Linked DNA regions of Pan troglodytes: region 1 is linked to region 2. A link is a contact called in public capture Hi-C data. All regions are on one chromosome and are shown on one strand. Each heading gives the region's core, a stretch centred on a gene start, on an enhancer-like site or on the middle of the called end of the contact. The rest is flanking DNA. Distances are from core to core; before and after follow the strand shown.

The links. Capture Hi-C pulls out chosen DNA fragments and counts their contacts.
Region 1: a capture Hi-C map of stem cell-derived neural stem cells shows a contact between it and region 2, with 4 times the contacts expected there. The contact joins two enhancer-like sites. A contact is called at or near these places in 6 of 7 Hi-C or Micro-C datasets (blood, induced pluripotent stem cells, a lymphoblastoid cell line and 2 more), 1 of 1 datasets of contacts at active chromatin or transcription factors (stem cell-derived excitatory neurons) and 1 of 1 other capture datasets (stem cell-derived neural stem cells).

The regions. Positions count from the first base shown.
Region 1 is chr9:97,808,312-97,813,101 of NHGRI_mPanTro3-v2.0_pri, forward strand. No RefSeq gene overlaps it. Among named protein-coding and RNA genes, the nearest start is that of FAM76B, 84 kb to the right of the region's middle. Within about 2 kb of position 2,585, at least 8 of the 24 cell types and tissues checked have an H3K27ac peak or open chromatin away from gene starts, as enhancers often do. A contact at or near this core is called in stem cell-derived neural stem cells, where this site is marked.
Region 2 is chr9:97,251,535-97,256,640 of NHGRI_mPanTro3-v2.0_pri, forward strand. It overlaps LOC134807371 (a long non-coding RNA gene), which reads right to left. Exons shown (of 2, transcript XR_010147644.1): 2 at 4,142-5,106. Among named protein-coding and RNA genes, the nearest start is that of ENDOD1, 57 kb to the left of the region's middle. Within about 2 kb of position 3,492, at least 7 of the 24 cell types and tissues checked have an H3K27ac peak or open chromatin away from gene starts, as enhancers often do. A contact at or near this core is called in stem cell-derived neural stem cells, where this site is marked.

The DNA of each region.
Region 1 (4,790 bases), core at 1,335-3,834, 560 kb after region 2:
GCTCTCTTGGCCTCATTCTCACCCTAATATGAGAAAAGACCTTGTCCCAGGTTTGCATAACTGTGAAACTGCATGTTTTAGGCAAAAACAAAAATGGTTATTCTATGCACACCAAAAAGATGGAGGAAGATGCCTAAGTTGACAGCATTTTCACAATGGAAAGACTTTTAGGTAGTTATTGAGTTGGAATTTGTTCTCTTCTCAATTAAAAGCTAGAGTTATTTATATAACTACTCACACTGCCTCCACTGAATGAGAGAGCTGAAAAAAATGAAGTGAAGCACAGGAAAGAGTTAAGTCATTCCTAGGTGACCAGTGCTGTGAGCTGACTGAAAAAAGAAAATCTCTAAAAGTTCTAGCATGACACAGATCCAGGCAGTTGTGCTTAGAAGAAGAGTAATGAGAACTAAAGAGATACAGCTGATGGAAACTCATGTTAAGGCGTAAACTCGAAGCAATTGCAGATAGAAAGCCTGAGACTTCTCAAGTAGTTTAAGTGCTCTGATTCAAGAAGTAACCATTCCAATAGAAACCTATGGGGAATGTGGAATAGTGTCACATAAAAGATAATAAAATCACATACTAGAATTAGATGAAAAGGTGGGGGGGAAGTAAAGATCTATACATGGGCCAGGCAGAGACATTTCCTTTAGGTATCCCTGGATAAACCTTTCATCAGTTCTGTAATAACTTAAGATATGAAATACTGCAATTGCTTGACTATATATTATTTGCAGGAGTGGTGGTGGTGTATGTGTGTGTGTTTGTATTTGCTCGTTAAGTACATAGTTGAACCTAGTATATTCCTTGGTTATGGGTTTAATTATTCTCCTTCATTTGTGTAACACCTCATATAAATCCCCCAGTAAGAAAATATCTTGATGGATAATTATCTGGACTGGATCTGCCCAGTGGAAAATCACAACCAAGGTTCTGGTGATCAGGGTAAGCAAATATTAGAAACAGCCCTTCCAGAATGTTGCTTTAGCAGGATTATTCCTATCTGAATATGCCCTACCATATAGTGGAAGACACCAGGCTGCAGAAGAAGGGTCCCAGGAGATTTTGTTGCAGTATGTAACTCTCCTCATAGAGGGTGTGATTTGACAGAACTAAATGGCCTCCCCACCCCCAAATCACCTCCTTCATCAGGCTACCATGTGCCTGAAATTCTTCGCTCCCTTTTTTAAAGTGCAATTAGAGGGAAAGGGGTGATTACGAATTTAGTCATTAGCTTCTACTCAAACACTGATCAGGACATTTCTTCAGATTAACTACCAGGGGATCTTGAATATAGTGAACATATTTTACAAATCTAAAACTGGGTCAAGTGGTTGGACAAGTAAAAATGTAACTATGAACTTTAAAAATTTTTGAATTTATAACAGTACCAGAAGAACTGACATATTAATTTCTCATAGGCATGGAAAAGTGTTATTCTAATGGAGAGGAGAGGGAGGAAAGGCAATGGATCCAGGTGGAATGGAATAGTTCAGGGCCATTATTGCAAGAGAACATCATGGAATTCACAGAGGAATGGGAAGATAGGAAAGGACAGGGAAACAGCTGCTTCTGAAAAACAAAATGTCACAGGGCTGCCCTAGGTGACCCTAATGTTTCCATTTAGCCCTGAATATTTTTACTGCATTCTTCACGGGGAAAAAAAAAAGTAAAGGAAAAGTAAACAAAGATAAAATATCCTACGCCCTTGAACATAAAATAAGGAGAAAGTGGATGTTCAATCCAACACTTCCTGAGTTTATACTGTGTGTCAACCCCTAAGCCAGGTGCTATCCCTTCACTGGGCCAAGGACCAGGCTATTGGGCACGTGTTACCATAGCGACACGCTACTGAGAACAACCTCATGCCCCACTTATACTGAGTCTTCTAAATATTCCCAAGGTTCCTCTCAAGCAGAAATAGATTTTTCTTCACACTTCTAAGAAAGGACTGTATTTATTTGTTTATGTATTACCATAAAGTTTAGCAATATGATGCAAAAACTAAGTGCTAGGAAAGAAAATATACTTTCATCGGGCATGCCAGGTGTTTTTGTCTGAAAGACTAGCATCTTACCTGACATCTGAGCAGAATATGAAGAGCTCTTAATTAAGTTTTCAATTTCATTTGCCAAGATAAGCTTGCATAATGTCTTTAGGACACACATTTCCCAGCCTTCACTCCTCAAAACATCATGAAAGAGCTAAATAAAGTGAAAGTGGCAAGTGATACAGGAACTGAGGTATGTCAATTCCTTTAATGGGCTGGGAAGCTCCTGATTTCGAATTTAAGAAAGATACAGCCGCAGTCCGACCTTGCGTAGTCAGGCACTGCTGGCAGCTCCCGCCCTGGTTAGAGAGCGCCCCCTACTGTTCCTCCTCTTTGTAGGCTCCAAGCATGTCAATACCCAGGCCGACTCACAGTTACAAAGCACCAATTGGACAAGTGTATCCTGGACTGTGAAATAAATTGAGAGGAAGAAAGCGCCAGCCTCGGAGCTGGGCAGAGAGGATCATATTGGAGGTTTGGAAGGAGAATTTCGGATTTCTCCTCACCACCCAGACCCCTGGTCCTAGGATGCCTTCCAGGAAGATCAGACATGGCTTGATTTAAGAGCAGAAGAATATATCACCCGAATTTATTTACCTCCTGTCACACATAGAAGTAAGAACAAGAGACAATCAGAAGGAAGTAAAGAACAAGCCAGAGAGACAGAGCAAAGGAGAACCAAGAGAAAGAACCCCAAAGGAAAAGAAGTGGAGAGAAGAACAGAAAAGGAGTCAGGCAGAAAATAATAGAATAGTCTTTATTTCCTTTTCACTCCCTCCTCTTTTTAAAACAATGTTTCTAATGAGCATCTAGTTTCATTTGAAAGTTTTTGAGCGCACTTGTTTACCTTTGCTACAATTTTCAGAGTTTAGCACTTTTGCGGGCTGGGTGTCGGGAGCTGAGGCTCAACTGTCATTGTTCATTTCTGCTGTGATTTTGCACTGATATTTGTATGTCATCATTTAGTCGTTTTGTTGTTTGTTTTTGCCATCAGCTTGTGTTTGTTGCAAGGCAGTTCTGCTGCTGTCTGTCCTCCGCTTCTGGATCCATGTCACTGCTCACACTGCCTCATTGACATCTTTCCAAGACTACATATCAGGACCCAAGCCTAAGCAGGTTTCCCTCCCTCTGGAGAAGCACTGTGAGGTGGTGAAGTTCGGCCCCTCCAAGTAATTCTTGAAAGGGGCAGGTAAAAAAAATTATTGAGGGTGTTGGGGAACAGAACCATCATAGGTTTTCTTGTTTAATATACCTAATAAAATATGGAATTGAGAGGGACTAAAGTATTGTCCAAAGTCAAACAGCTTGTAAGTAACAGGATTTGAACCTGTGGATCCCAAAGTTCATTCTTTTCCCTACATTACACTGCCCCAGAGCTCTTGTAGCCCTGCCAATCTAGGCTTACTTCAAGAGAAATATTCCCCACTTGCAAGAGTTCATAGAACTGTCCACACTACTGAAATTGTTATGTCTCTGGGTTTTCCTTTTAATAGGCACACGTACTCAAATTTGCATAATGTAAATGTAGACAGAGTGTAACTACCATGTAAGCACAACTACCATATAAGTGTTATGAGTGATCCTTTGGAAACAAGCCTAAAAAATCCTGAAATCATATGAAAACAGACATTTTTTATTCTCCTGGGAAGCAGATGACATCATTTTTTATGCAAAGTACACTAAGACAGTAGAGTGCTGGTGAGGTGCTGATAACGCAGCTCTCTGTTGGGAATACAGGAGCCCTAACTTCCAGTGTTTGCTGATTTCTGTGGTGTAAATATTTCCACCATGGCAAAATATAAGCTACTAATATGACATCACTGAATGCAGAACTGGGGAAAATTTTGCTTAGTTAGCTCTTGTGAGCCCACACAAGCTGGCACCGGCATACAACAGCACTAAGGGCTGCGCACCCATCACTGGAATTAGACTGCACGTGCACATCAAGGAAGAGAGCCTGTAGCAAGTACCATGACAAGCAGGATAGGGTGAAGTGTGTCAGTTCTGGAGCCCAACTGCATGTAGGTTTCAAAGCCCAGCTTTGCCATTACTAACTGGGAACTTGTGCAAATTTTTAAAATATTCTGTGTTGCATTCGTATATAAAATGAGGATAGTAATAGTATTTACTTTATAACATTGTTGCAAGAATTAAATGAACTGATGCATGAATACGGTTTAATAAGTATTACCTACTGTTATATTTTATGTGTTTAGGAGTATCATACCCTACTAAAGATCATCTTGGCAATACCTCAAATAAAGTACAAGAAGAATAAGAATGACTGTCACTGTGGATGTCACAATTTCAGTGCTGAACATCAGTGAGAGTGATGGGAGTACTTTCAATCCCTAAGAATAGTTGCTTCTTCAGGCTCAGACACTCAGCTACTCTATGTGCAACCCCCCGCCACCTCCCGCTGTTGCAGAAAAAGCCATGGCAGCTTTTCAACCAAGATTCTTAAGACAGGAGAAAAGTTCCACCCTTAGGTAGACAGCAGGGAACCATACAATAGCTGGATCTACTCAGCACTGAATTGTTTGGAATAAAGAAGATTAAAACACTTTTATGAATGTATGTTCTTCAGTATCTTTTAATTTCTGTTCTTATTATTTTAAAAAAATCTATAAAGGTCTTACTCAGAAAAGTGAGGCCTTCTTAATTCTGGCAGACACTAAGACATACAGTCCTATTCAGAGAGAAAAAAAAAAGCAATGAGTTAACTAGACATATGACAGAA
Region 2 (5,106 bases), core at 2,242-4,741:
TAATCATGACTTCCTAGATCTATTCCCCCCTCCCTCCCTCAGGAAGACCTATCTTAACTCTCCAGCAGAGACATCTCCATCCAGCAGGACCTTCCATGATTTTCCAGGTTGGCTTCCAATATCTATCACTTTCTACCCAGAATAATAATGAGCGAGCTATGAAAAAGAGCCTCCAGCAAGTCTTTTCCACATTGGAAGAGCCAGGAACCTCTCATTTATTCCAAAAAGCAGCAAATAGAAATACAATTCAGACCTCTCTCCACCATGAAAAAAAAGCAAACAAAATCCCATTCTGAAAGTAAGAAGTAACATGCCTTCAAAGCCTCTTTCCCCAGCCATAGCAAACTTCAGATAAGCTCTTTGTCTAGAAGTCACACTCTGGATCTCCTTACCACCAGAGTGGGCACAGGAAGTCCTCTGACTCAGATCCGTCTCTCTGTGTAATAGACCTTGGCCAAGGAGTTCTGATTCTGGAGACAGGGGAGCAACTCTTCTGATTCCAATCTGACCCCGCTCCAGATGGGTCAAGTTCCTGCAAATAAGGCTAAGTACTTGCTTTCCTGGGCCCAAACTGACATGCAGTGAAAACCTTAGGAGCTTAGGTGAGCCAAAGAAACCACAGAGTTTGAAGTTGAATTCCAAATGCCAAAGCCATATTTTAGTAACTTTAAACTGGATTATTTAGACCAAAGGAGAAATGCAGAGAAGATGAGGAGTCCTCCCAGTGGGGAAAGGGGCTGGCACAGAGCCAGCCAGAACAATAGAGTGTGGAGGTGCCGAAGCCCCCGGATGGCTATGTGGATGAACACTTACACTGAATGCTCAGAGGACAGGAGAGAGGAATCCCATGGCCAAATTGATTGAGAAGAATTAGCCTAAGGAGATCAGAGATAAGAAAGTGAGGACTCACTGCAGTGGTCTGGCACCTCCTTCCAACGGATTCAATATCTGGCTGGGACACCGCAAGGATGGAGAGAACAGATCCAGTGTGTTTGACCCAAGGCAATTTGCAGGTGTGCAAGCAAGAAGACAATCACTGTTGTGACTGAAGGTATGAGCATGGGGGATGGACCTTCAGCTGCTACATCTATCTTGACTAACAATCAGGGCTTACCCAGATCAGCAGCAACTTCTTGGGCACCAACTTTGGTCCTAGAAGAATTTGGGGCTGGAAATTCTAATTAGGGGCACCATGAACTTCTCAGCTATTCTAATATAGAGGAAACACTGGTTTTTCAGTACCCTGAGGACATCTAGAGTTTATTCTGCTTAGAGTTTTTCTCTATTTTACTTTTCTTTCTGTAGCTGAACATATCCATATTTATTAGAAAAAGTGCAAAGCCCTTTAATTTGTACTTCTAGCATTAATAAGGGGGTAGAGGCAAGACCAGAACTGGGGAGTGTTCTCTTCCTTAGACAGCAATCAGCAGCTCAGACAGCATCTCTGGCAGTTGACTGTAAAGACCACTGACATCAACAAGATCCCACATTTTATGAGCAATAGCTTGGGTTCAAAAAATGCAAGTTTATAGCAAGAAGGTGAGTTACGTAACGCATACTCAAGGAAAAAAGCAAACAAAATTGGTCAAAGATAAGCCAAAAGGAATACATCCCAGCCAATGCTGGACAAGATGGAGATAAAGAAGAATCTCTTTGGGCTATAAAATGACTAAGCAGAGAAATTTGGAGGCGAATGGCAGAGCCTCCTCCTCTTCCAGATTGACTGTTTAGAGGTTGACAGGGGCATCCTGCCCTGCCATTGCTTCATTTCTGCTTAGAGACAGTATTAAAAGTTCCTGGACAGGTGCCAAAAGTACCATTGACATGCAATGAGTCTCACAAGACCATCACCTTTAGGGTGTTGAGCAGAGAGGCTGACCAGGCAAGTTTCAAACACACTGCAACAGTTTCTCTCCACTTCCACTTCAAGAGGGTGACACCACCACCAGACCTCCTGGCATGAAGAGGCTCCACTCCTACTGAGAAATAGTTTTCCTCCTTGGCCATCACTGCCCTAAATTTTTGCCGCCACCCTCACATGTGGTCCTACACCCTCAGAGCCCTGAGCTACTCTTACTCTGTTGTGTCTGCAGCTCTCTGGTTCTAATCCTGGCACCAGGAATCCACCACCAACTTCCGGGGTGTACTACCAATTTCTAGTGTTTGCTTTTCATTGCTGATTTTCATATCCAGGCCCAGAAGTTCACCCACCAACCATTGCAATTTGCCCCCAGGTCCCAGGGGTCCAGCAGCTTCTGGATTCACCCCAGCCTCTTAGGTTGCGCCCAGTGACCCAAGAGTACACACTGATTCTCAACTCCCCATTCCTCCTCTTTTTCCAAATGAAAAGCTCTACCCTTTTCCCCCTCAAGCTTTATTTTTTCTTCTAATTTCCCATCTTTTTCTCCATAGGGAAGTTTTGGTGATTTTGTATAGGGGCCTGTACTGTCCCCAGGGTTGATTAAATAGATTCTGCCCCCCACCCCATAATATGAATACACTGTTGCAACAAAAACTATACTAAGCTGCTAAATGAAAGAGCCCTGTACTCTACTGTTTTGTAATAAACTACAGTTATAGCCCTGCAGAGAAACATTAATACAAACAAGGAATAAGTTTCAAATAAGAAAGAGGAGAATAAAGAGGAGAAATGATTAAAGGGAAACTGAGCAATGAAGCAAACTTTTGTCTATCCATGCAAATTCTCCCGCTCCCAGTACCTTGTGAGTTGTAGATGGCGCTCCTCAGCAGGTTAGGCTGAGAATAAAGGGCCCAATTCAGATGACTCCTCTGCTCTGGTGAGTTACCTCCTCTGTTTCTTAAAAGGAGAAAACTAGAGCTTTCTCTGATGTGACACCAAACTTATGTTTATTTTTTAAAATTGAAATTCTAACCCTTATATTTGTGTGAAACCCATGGCTTGTGAAACATTTTTAAAAACAATTTTAAGAAGCCATAAAACATGGCTGCATGTGGGAAACTATGATAGCTAATAACTGTAGCAGCTGCCAACTACTTGGCTGTAATGGACTCGAACTCTTCAGCGTTTTTTTGTTTGTTGGTTTGTTGGCTGATTTTACTTGCCTATTAAACCCTCAGCCTATTAAAAACTTAGCTCATGAAACTTGAGCTCATGAAACTTGAGAAAGCAGATTACACTGCTAATTTTCCCTGATGTAGTTGTGTGAAATAAATTTGAATTAAATGAATCTCTGGCATTTTTCTGAACCCACACAAAAAGAAATGCATTTTTTTGGTGGCTGTTTTCTTCTTCTCTCTCTCTCTCTTTTGTTTTGTTTTATTTTGGTGCCTCTAGGAGCTGGGGCCTCAATGATGAACAAGATCCAGGCATTGGCTTTAAAGAGCCCACAGGCTGGTGTTCAAGATCCAGGCAAACCCCTCCTTCCTTGACAAGGGTCAGCTTTGAGCAAAGATGGGTAAGTGGATGTGTAAACAGCCAACTTAGGTATATGGAGCAAGAAGCCAAAGAGCTGGAGAACTGCCACTCAGAATACAAGTTGATGCACAGAAAATATATCAGCAGAATCCAGAGCACCAGGAAGCTGAATCAGCAGAGCTGGCTGATAGTGAGATGACTCACCCCATTCCATGCAGGGGAAATGCATCTGTCTTCTTCGTATCCTCTCTCCCTGCACATATGACACTGGGCAGAAACTGTTCATGTGTTTGCCTCTGGCCCTGGGCTGTGTCTTAGTTATCTTTCTATCCCACTTCCTGACATTACCATCTACCACACTTTCTGGTGCGGAGCGAGGCTTAATAAATAATAGTTGTATTAAACAAGCATTCAAGAAGAAATGTCCTCACTAAGTGGGAGGTTGAACTAGAATAGCTCCCAAATTCTGTTCTACTTGGAGATTCTATGATTATATAGAGAGTCTGGCATGGGATAGGTGCCCACTAAATATTGATTCAGATGATGCCTGCTTAGTTTTGCAGTTATTTGTGCCCATGTTTTATCTCCCCATATAATCAGCTTACTTTTTTCTGCAACCGTATTAATTATTTACGAAGCACGTTAGTAATCAGTTTGCATGCATTGTCTTACTTGATTTCACATAACCCTAGGAGCTAGTGATTTAGTTTCTATTGCTGCATAACAAACCACTCTATAACTTAATGGCTTAAAACAACCATTTATTATTATCTGTCTTGGTTTGTATACTAACTGGGCTCAGTTTATTCCCATTCTTTTTGGGGTCCCAGATGTGGGCTGGTGCTGCAGTCTTCAGAAGGCCCAAAGGTGCTGGATGTCAGGAGAGCTCACTCGGTGGGCAGTTGATGCTTGCTGTTGGCTGGAACTGTTAGCCAGAGCACCTACACATGGCTTTCCAAGTGTTCAGGCTTCTCACAGTATGGTGGCTGGGTTGGAAGAGGGAACATCCCAAAAGACTCACACAGAATGACTTAGCTTGTATGAACTAGCCTTGGAAGTCCCAGACCATCACTTTTGCCACATTCCAATGCCCAAGTAAGTCCCTGAGGCCAGCCCAGATGCAAAAGAAGGGGAATTAGATTTCATCTGTTGATGGAGGAATGGCAAGGTCATTTCTGAAGAGCAGCTGAGATGGAAAGTATTTTGTAGGCATTTATGGAAAATGCCATCTGCCACAGTAGTTACTATTAATATCTCTTTCTACACAGGAGAAAATTTCACAATGACTTAGCTAAGTTATATGATTAACCTGCTTGTTCAAGATCAGCCAGATCCAGATGTCATCTAATTTAGTAACCATTATACTTCACTTAGGATAGTGTTCTAAAACTTTAATAAGGAAGGAGTCACCCCTTTCAAAAATGCAGTATTAGTATCAAGAATATGAAAACATAAATTCTAGTAAAATTTATAAAGTAGAAATATAAATTCTAGTAACACTTGGGATGCCATGTTCAATAAATATTACTGAAGGAGGAGCTAACATCTGCTGCACTGCTTCAGTGGTCCAGGCACTCATACACTATATATAAACTCACTTAATCCTCACAGTTATCTTTTCCCCCCGGATGAAAGTGAACTTTAGAGGGATTAAATGCCTTGCCCCAAACCACGTAACCACTTAGCGACAGAGCCAGGGTTTGAACACA